Linked DNA regions of Mus musculus: region 1 is linked to region 2. A link is a contact called in public promoter capture Hi-C data. All regions are on one chromosome and are shown on one strand. The core of a region is the stretch at or near the end of the contact, and the rest is flanking DNA. Distances in the headings are between cores, read along the strand shown. Region 1 holds the start of Rtraf (RNA transcription, translation and transport factor). Region 2 overlaps Gm29899 (a long non-coding RNA gene).

Region 1 (4,125 bases), core at 1,029-3,528, 86 kb before region 2:
ATTTTATGTATGTGAGTACACTGTAGCTGTCTTCAGACACAACATATCCTACTACATATGTTTGTGAGCCACCCTGTGGTTGCTGGGAATTGTACTCAGGATCTCTGGAAGAGCAGTCAGTGCTCTTACCTGCTGAGCCATCTCTCCAGCACCTGCCCTTGCTTTTCCTGATTCATTTGGTATGAAACTTAACTGGGAAAACATGAATTGTCTCTGAGAGCCCGTTTAAAACTGCACTCGATCCTGCGGAACGTTCAAAGCTTCTCATTATGCATGTGTCCCTTTCTGGCTCCAGACTAGAAGCGTCTAATCTAAGCATCTGTGTTGATTATTACATTTAAACCTCCTGAAATTAGACACTACAGCTTCTTCATTTGTATGCCCCACAGATGCAAACACTGTTTAATTACCGGCTCCTGAACTAAAATGAAACGTACAGTTGGCTTAGCTCCAAGAGATTCAATAACGCCCCTCAGCTTGCCATGAAAGGCCTTTCTTGATCAAGCGCCTGCCTTTGTCCACAGTCTCGCCAGCTGTCACCACCTCCCTCCAGCTTCCATAAGTGTTTCCCTCTCGGCCCTATTGTTCATTTCTTGCCTTTGTGCATCTGTTTCCAGCAAAATCAGTTATCATTTTGACTGCGAGTGAACTCCTCACTATCTCCAAGCCACTGTTTCTCTCTTTTGTCCCTCCCACCCTCCCTTTTTGGTCTTTTAAATGGAATCAAAGTAGACAGCCAGTCTGTCCTGCTCATCACTGCTCGCCTGTATCTGGAAAACAATTTGTAACGGAATGGGAAGGGTCTTAAATCCAGTAGGAGCATTTGATTGTCTCTAGAGCACAGCAGGCAGTTCCTGAGGCAGGCAAGCATGGGAGAGAGGATAGCTTGGAACCCCAATTTGTTTCTGGTTATTCACATAGCCCCTCTTACAATGATGCTCTTGGCAGCCTTGTTCCTTCATTGGTAAGTCACACACACACACACACACACATACACACACACACACACACAACCAAAAATTCTCCAAACAATTTACCTGGCACCTCGGAACTCCCTTAACCTCCCCAGATTATATATACTTCTACCTCTAAATAATAATGTTTCTTCACCCCTAGTACCAATCACACCTACACAGTTTTTATTCAAGTATATTCCCAATGTATGGGGTATAAAGATTAGAAGGGTCAAGATGGCCTGAACTTGCTTGGGGTATAGGCACAATTAAGGGGAAACTATGTCCTCTAATAAGCTTTTAAGAAGAATCTCTTATTTACTCTCATATGCCTGTGCATGTGATTAAAGCCAGATGCATTATTGGAAGGGACGTGAGCAGTATTGAAATGATCGTATAACCTGATCTATCAATTGAAATAAAGGATCATTCACATTAGTAACCAGCGCCTCCTTTTTCTTGACCGGTGAAGAGACCCAGGCTGTAGCCTGAGGTACTTGGTACTTTTGCTCGCGTTGCCTGCTGTCATTCTGTAACTTTGCACTATAGCATTGCTTCAAATAAAACTATTTTGCTTTTGCATATTTGGATAAGAGGCCAAAAACCTGGAAGCATGCAACTTAGATCATAAGCACCGACAGCTTTGCTAAAAGATAAGAAGAAAGTTTTAAATGGGCGCTTTAGATTATCAGTCGCGTTACAGAGTGGGGAAAATACATCAGGAAAGGCAAGAAAGGATGAGAGAGAAGAGATGGCAGGACTTAGTGGCCCACTGAAGGTAGTGACTGAGAGGTTTGAGGAGAAGGAAACGCAGGTTCCCGGTTTCTGACTTCACTGTTTGGGGACAAACTGAAATATGGCATGGGGGTTGTATCTAATCTCCACATCACTCCAATTAGTCCGAAAGAATATCCTGCAGGGACCTTTCTTTTCGATCTTTGTATTACCAGCGTTCAAAGACGAGCAATTAATACGCTCAAGATATTAAACAGCAACTCTGAGCCAATAAGAGCTATAGCCGACTCGAGAAAGCGTACAGACATTTTTTTTTTTTTTTTTTTTTTGGTTTTGGTTTTGGGTTTTGGTTTTGCCTACTGTTGCAAGAAAAGGAGTTAGATCCACGAATCGCAGCTTCAGACCTGCTTTCGGTCCATTGTACAACTAGGAAGCTGACAATAAAGTTTATTTGAGCGTCGACGTGCACCGACGTGGCCCCGCCTCCTAAGCAGCAGCGATGATTGGCCAGCGCTTGCGGGCTGCGGGCGTTCCTAAGCCGCGATTGGCTCCGTCCGCCGTCCGTCGGAGCGTCGGTCACCGCCCCGCCCCTTCGCCGCGTCGCCGGTGCCTGCGCTGCCCGCCTCACCTCGCTTCTCCTGTCCCGGCGGAGGCCCGGGCGGCCAGCGCGAGCAGCGGGGACCATGTTCCGACGCAAGCTCACGGCCCTGGATTACCACAACCCCTCAGGCTTCAACTGCAAAGGTGGGTGGCGGCCGCGGGGTTCGGCGACGGCGCCTCCCCAGCCCGCCCGGACCCGGACCCAGACCCGGCAGCCGCTGCCCTGAGGCGCTCGGCAGGCTTCCCGGCCCCCGGGCGGCTCGGCGGGCACCTGCGGGGTAGGGGAGGGGACCGGGGATGCCCTTCGGGGCGCGCAGAAAGTTCGTGGCCGGCTGCCAGGGAAGTGGAACCGTTCAGAAAAAAAGATATTCCAGTCCTGCGGGCCAGTGGGAAACTGAGAGTGAGGCGGGGACCAGGGCCTCATTCCGCTGTGCAGGACGCACCGGTAGAAGCGGGGTGGCAGCGTTTGGTCTCCAGAAGCATATCAGGGTCAGTCCTGGTTTTTACTTGGCTTTTACTTGGCTCAAGATTGCTGGGTGGCGGTAGAGCCGAAATTGGGGGTTGAGACCTCAGTTTTCTGACGAGTAAAATGAGGATCTTTCCTGAGGGTTTTGGGTTTTGGTGTTTGGAGGGGTTGGATCTAAGGAAGCAGGTGCGTCCCGGTAACTGTACACTGTCCCCTAGCTTTCAGTTTTTAATATTTGTATTCAGGGTGCTTTAATCGTTTATTTCTAGTTTATTTTATTCTATTGGCTTGCTTCAAAGTTTTTACCTGCCCAATGCCCCTTAAACTCTAAAGGAACCAGAGTTCTAATAAAACATAGGAAACACTGTGCCCTGCATGTTTAATTCATTCAATACTCAAAACATCCCCACGAAGTAAGTCCCGTTTTCCTCATCTTGTATCTGAAGAATCTGAAGCTTAGAAAGTGTATCCGGTTTTCTGAGGCTCATCCAGAATTTGAGTCTATTGCAGTGAGCCAGGTATCTATGGCTCTGCAGTCTGAACTTTGAGCTCTTGCTGACTTCCCTCGGGGTCAGTTAATGTAGTGTTTGCAGGTTAGAAAGCCACCAAGGATCACAAAGGCTTTTAGTGACTTGATATATGATGTTTCGTTGCAGATGAAACAGAATTTAGAAACTTTATCGTTTGGCTTGAAGACCAGAAAATCAGACACTACAAGATTGAAGACAGAGGTAACTTGAGAAACATCCACAGCAGTGACTGGCCCAAGTTCTTTGAAAAGGTAATGAATCAGGAAGTAGAAGGAAGCACAGAGAACTTTTGTAAACGTTGTATGTTGAGTTGAAAATTCCTATGTTCTTTTAAGATATAATAGTGATCAGTGTGAGTAAAGCTAACTCCATGGATTCAAACTCTGTTGTTTTGATTTTTAAAGCAAATTATATTATCTCCAACCGAGCTGTCAGTATTTGGATTAAACATCATTTTCTAAATGTCACGGCATTCCTTAATAGGATTGTCTACATAATTTGTATGTATGTATGTATGTGTGTGTATGTGTTTATATGTATGTCGGGTATCCGCAGAGGCCAGAAGAGCACAGCACGTCTCTTGGAGCTTTAGTTACATTAGATACGAAAATGCAGCAATATACTTTTGAGTCCTTGTCTTAGTTACATTTCTATTCTGTGAAGAGATACCATGGCTAAAGCAGCTTCTAACAGAGAGCATTTACCCTGAGATTTCCCTACAGTTTCAGAGGGTGAATCAATGACCATCATGTGTGGAGTGTGGCACCAGGCAGGCAGAGCACCGGAGCCATAGCTGAGAACTCGCATCCTTATCTTCAAGGAGGACTCAGAGAGCTCACTG
Region 2 (4,240 bases), core at 155-2,654:
ACAATTCCATGTTCCAAAATAATAACAATAGTACTTCTAGTATAAACTAGTAAAATTTGGGGTAAAATCTACTAGTATGGTTTAGTAATCTTAATCTTAGACCTCTGTGTTTGCTTGACTTGAAATAAAGGGAAAATGCCATCATGCTTTAAAAGTTCCTTTTATGCAGAGATAAGCACAGTTAATTGTACATTTGTTGTAAAAGATGAAATTACATATTTCATGCTTTGAGCATGTAGCAGTTATTTTAGTAACATATGATTAATTGAATTCTGCAGAGACATGAAACAAGGTCTAGTTGACTTCATGGTGATGCCTGAGGAAACTGAGTCTGGATAGTTGCAGTACCATAAGGGTGAGCAAGACGACCAAGAAATGCATGATGCTGTGTTGTTGCTTCCCTAGGCTTTCCCACATTAAGTAAGCTGATTCCAATGTGGAGCCACAATAATCTCATTAAAAGGCAATTCTTACTGCATCAGTCACTCCCACTAGCTTGTATAATATCCTCTGGGAAGCTCAAGTCCCACCAGTGTCCTCTTTTTTATTTATTTGATTTATGTCTAGTGACTTAACCTCAGACCCTGGTGTTTACTTAACTTGAAAGAAATAAAGGGAAGATCCAGTCATGCTTAGTGTTCCTTTCAGCCATAGATAGGCACACTTAGTCCTAGAAGGGCTACAGAGATGTAGAAAGAAGATGGACATTCTCTCCCTCTCCCCTTCCCCCCTCCCCCCTCCCCCTCCCCCTCTCTCCCCCAAGAGTATTTAATGTTTTGGTTGTCTAAGCAAATCTCTTGCAGCTGCAGCTGTTCAGTTCTCTGTTCGTGCCAAGGACCCTTTGTTTATAGTAAGTGCACCCAAGGAATTCTTCTTACACAAGTTGCACTACTTAAGCTTTTTTGCAAGTCTCAGACTTTATCACATCCACAGGGAAGCAGAGCCAGGCTCTTCTTTCTCAACATTCTTTCTGGTCAGAGCAGAATGAAGAGGATTTGATTTCGTGCACAGCAATTCTCAACCTAAGCCTGCTTGTGGTTTCCTCGGGCCTGTTTCTGAACGCACCCAACCCCATGCTGGATGAGGACCCTCAGAGGGGCCTGGGCAATGATGTTTAGTCCATCTGTTGAAGCTTTAAAGTCAGGAGAAATAAAAAAGCCAAAGAAACAGGAGAAATAACTGCAAAGACTGCAGAGGGACAGGAGGAGTGCCAGGCTCATGAGCCACTCAGGACCTCTCAGCACTGTGGGAACAACTAGTTGACACATTTACTCCCCCACCCTTGTTTTTGAACAAACAAACAAAGTCTTGCTATATAGCCTGGGCTAGCCTCAAACTCTTTATCTCCCATCTTTAGCCTCTCAAGTTCTGTGGCTAGAGGAATGCATCACCACACCTCTATTGTAGACCACAGGCATGCCTTTCCTTCCTTGTCTTTTCTTAGTGTGTGGGGTAAGTATGGGGCTGTGTGTGACTGTATGTGTGCCTGCCTGCCACCTCTCTCTCCTGGGAAAGGATCTCTCACTGGCCTAGAGTTCATAGCCTTGCTGGCTGCCAGTGAGTCTATCTTTTCAGTACTGGAATTTCAATCACAGGCCAGCACACCTGTTTGCCACTCTCCCTCCCTCCCTCCCTCCCTCCCTCCCTCCCTCCCTCCCTCCCTCCCTCCCTCCCTCCCTCTTTTCCTTTCTTTTTCTTATCTCTCTAGCCCCTAGACATACTTTTGTTTGTTTGTTTGTTTTTCTTTTTCTTTCTTCCTTTTTTTTTTTTTTTTTTTGGTTTTTCCAGACAGGGTTTCTCTGTGTAGTCCTGGCAGTCCTGGAACTCACTCTGTAGATCAGGCTGGCCTCGAATTCAGAAATCTGTCTGCCTCCCAAGTGCTGGGATTAAAGGCATGTGCCACCACTGCCTGGCTCCTAGACATGCTTTTAAGGCCCATGAATTTTGTTTAAAAATTAGTTATAGGGTCTGGGGAGGTGGCTCAGCAGAGAAGAACACTTGTGGTTTTAGAACCATCCCCAACTCCAGTTTCTGTGAACCAGACTCCCCCTTCTGGGCTCCCACAGGCCCCTGGCACACATGTATGCACATACAGGCAAAATATACACATAAAATGAGATAAATAAATCTAAAAATACTTTTCAAAAATTGATTATCACAAGCTGGATATGCTGGTGCATGCTTTTAATCCCAGCAGTCAGGAGGCAGAGGCAGAGGCAGAGGCAGAGGCAGAGGCAGAGGCAGAGGCAGAGGCAGAGGCAGAGGCAGAGGCAGAGGCAGAGGCAGAGGCAGAGGCAGAGGCAGAGGCAGAGGCAGAGGCAGAGGCAGAGGCAGAGGCAGAGGCAGAGGCAGAGGCAGAGGCAGAGGCAGAGGAGGCAGAGGCAGAGGGATTTCTGTGAGTTTGAGGTCAGTGTGGTCTACATAGTGAATTCCAGGACAGCCAGGGCTACATAGTGAAGCCTTGTCTCAAAATTAATTAATTTAAAAAAATTGTTATCTTTTTTTTGACCAAAGACTCAAAATGGCATTGTTTCAGAGATGAAGCTTCTGGTAGCAGACTGTGGACTCAATTCTAGACATCTGTTTCTCCATCAGAACTGCCTTATTAAAATGTCTAAAATTTTGTTTGATTTTGAGTTTTGGTTAGGTTTTGATTTTGGTTTGGCTTTTAATGAGATAGGGTTTCTCTATGTAGCCCTAACTATCCTGGAACTCTATAGACCATGATGGCCTCAAACTCTGAGATCTGCCTGACTCTGCCTCCCAAGTGCTGGGGTTAAAGTTGTACATCATCACACCCATGGAAAGTTCAGATTTAAAAAAATGTAAACACAGCCAATATCTTGATGTTTACAATGTCTGCTATCACCAGTTCAGGTAACCAACGTTTGGTATCATATAGGGAAAATAACATCTGTCCCATAGCACTTGTGTAAAACTGCTTCTTGCCAGTCTTCATTAACTTCTCAATGCCTTCTCTAAAGGTCACCTGCAAGGTGCAAGAGTCTGGTCTAGCCTTAGTCTAGACACACTTCACTTGTATTCTGTGTGATCTTCACCAAACCATTTAAATTCTCCAGACCTCTAAATTAATTTTTAAGGAAGTAAGGAAAACAGTAGTGTCTCCTTGAAATGGTTATGGGCAAGTTGAGTTAGAAACACCGTGTAAACCTCCAGGGTAGTGCCTGGCTGGGTTCCTCCAATGGTTGTTCTGGGATGGACCTCTGTGGGAATGACTGCTGGAGAACAGAGGGTCAGGTGACAAAACAAGTGTGCTAGGCTCCTCAGGGTATTTGATGGCATTAGTACATACAAGGCGATCTTGGTGAGCTGACGATGACAACTGATGCCAGAAAGAATAGATGTGGTAGATTTCTTAACAAGTTTGTTCAGTGCAATCAAGTTGGCAGCTTGCGACTAGCCATGGTGGGGATATTTATATCATGAGAACCACAAACACTATGAAACAGCGTCTTTTCCCTACCAGAACCCCAGGTGGTAAACCCGTAGCAGATCACACTGGCAGGCTGGAAGCAGACACCTACACTGGCATCCCAGCTCCGTGCCTCATCAGCTCTTAAATCTAAAACCAAAACTTCTTGAGCTGGCGCTCACCCAGTGTTTAGCAACAATAAAAGATATGTGTCGTGCTGGCAAGAGTAAGGAGTACCCAGCAAAGCGCCTGGGCTCAGAGCTAAGACTGTTGTGTGCTTTGAACTACAGAGCTTTTCCTATAGTTCTCTGCTTTCCTAGCAACACAGTCGTCTCACTTCAGAAGACAAAGACTTCCAGTGTTATCTGACCATTATGCCTCTCAGCATGTAAATGTCAAATCCATACAGCTCTGGGTTTCATTATGTTGAAATGTTTGGCTTCAAAAATTGCTCTTTGAATTGCTGACTTAACTTTCCTAAGAACAAACACGTAATGAATTTCCAACAATTTCTGAAATTGCTGTCAATATACCTTTGTCACTGTCTGCTAAGTATTTATTTATTCTTAGAATTATAAAGTCAAAATCAATCAATTCTAAAATGTAGAAATAATGAAAAATACTGTCCCACAATATTAAATATTTACCTAAGATTTAATTTTTTACGTATAAATAAATAAGCATATTTCATTAGCATGCAAATTTGTTTTTCTTTAATAAATGATGAAAATACCAAAGCATTACTTTAAAATGAATTATGATTCATTATCAGTAAATAGTTGATGTGTATGACTATTTTATATACCT

The links. Promoter capture Hi-C pulls out the DNA fragments that hold promoters and counts their contacts.
Region 1: a promoter capture Hi-C map of neural stem cells shows a contact between it and region 2. The contact joins the promoter of Rtraf here to the enhancer-like site in region 2. A contact is called at or near these places in 21 of 39 promoter capture datasets (the 3T3-L1 cell line, 3T3-L1-derived adipocytes, the HPC-7 cell line and 13 more), 2 of 15 datasets of contacts at CTCF or cohesin (CD8 T cells and the NIH/3T3 cell line), 1 of 484 Hi-C or Micro-C datasets (tail fibroblasts), 13 of 115 datasets of contacts at active chromatin or transcription factors (the NIH/3T3 cell line, bone marrow-derived macrophages, embryonic fibroblasts and 8 more) and 3 of 9 other capture datasets (adipose tissue, liver and pancreatic islet).

The regions. Positions count from the first base shown.
Region 1 is chr14:19,821,976-19,826,100 of GRCm38.p6, reverse strand. Rtraf (RNA transcription, translation and transport factor) reads left to right here and starts at 2,278. Exons shown (of 8, transcript NM_026528.3): 1 at 2,278-2,432; 2 at 3,411-3,535. The coding sequence starts at 2,372.
Region 2 is chr14:19,734,960-19,739,199 of GRCm38.p6, reverse strand. All of the region lies in intron 3 of Gm29899 (a long non-coding RNA gene), which reads right to left. Among named protein-coding and RNA genes, the nearest start is that of Nid2, 14 kb to the left of the region's middle. Within about 2 kb of position 1,404, at least 60 of the 459 cell types and tissues checked have an H3K27ac peak or open chromatin away from gene starts, as enhancers often do. A contact at or near this core is called in embryonic fibroblasts, extraembryonic endoderm stem cells and neural progenitor cells, where this site is marked.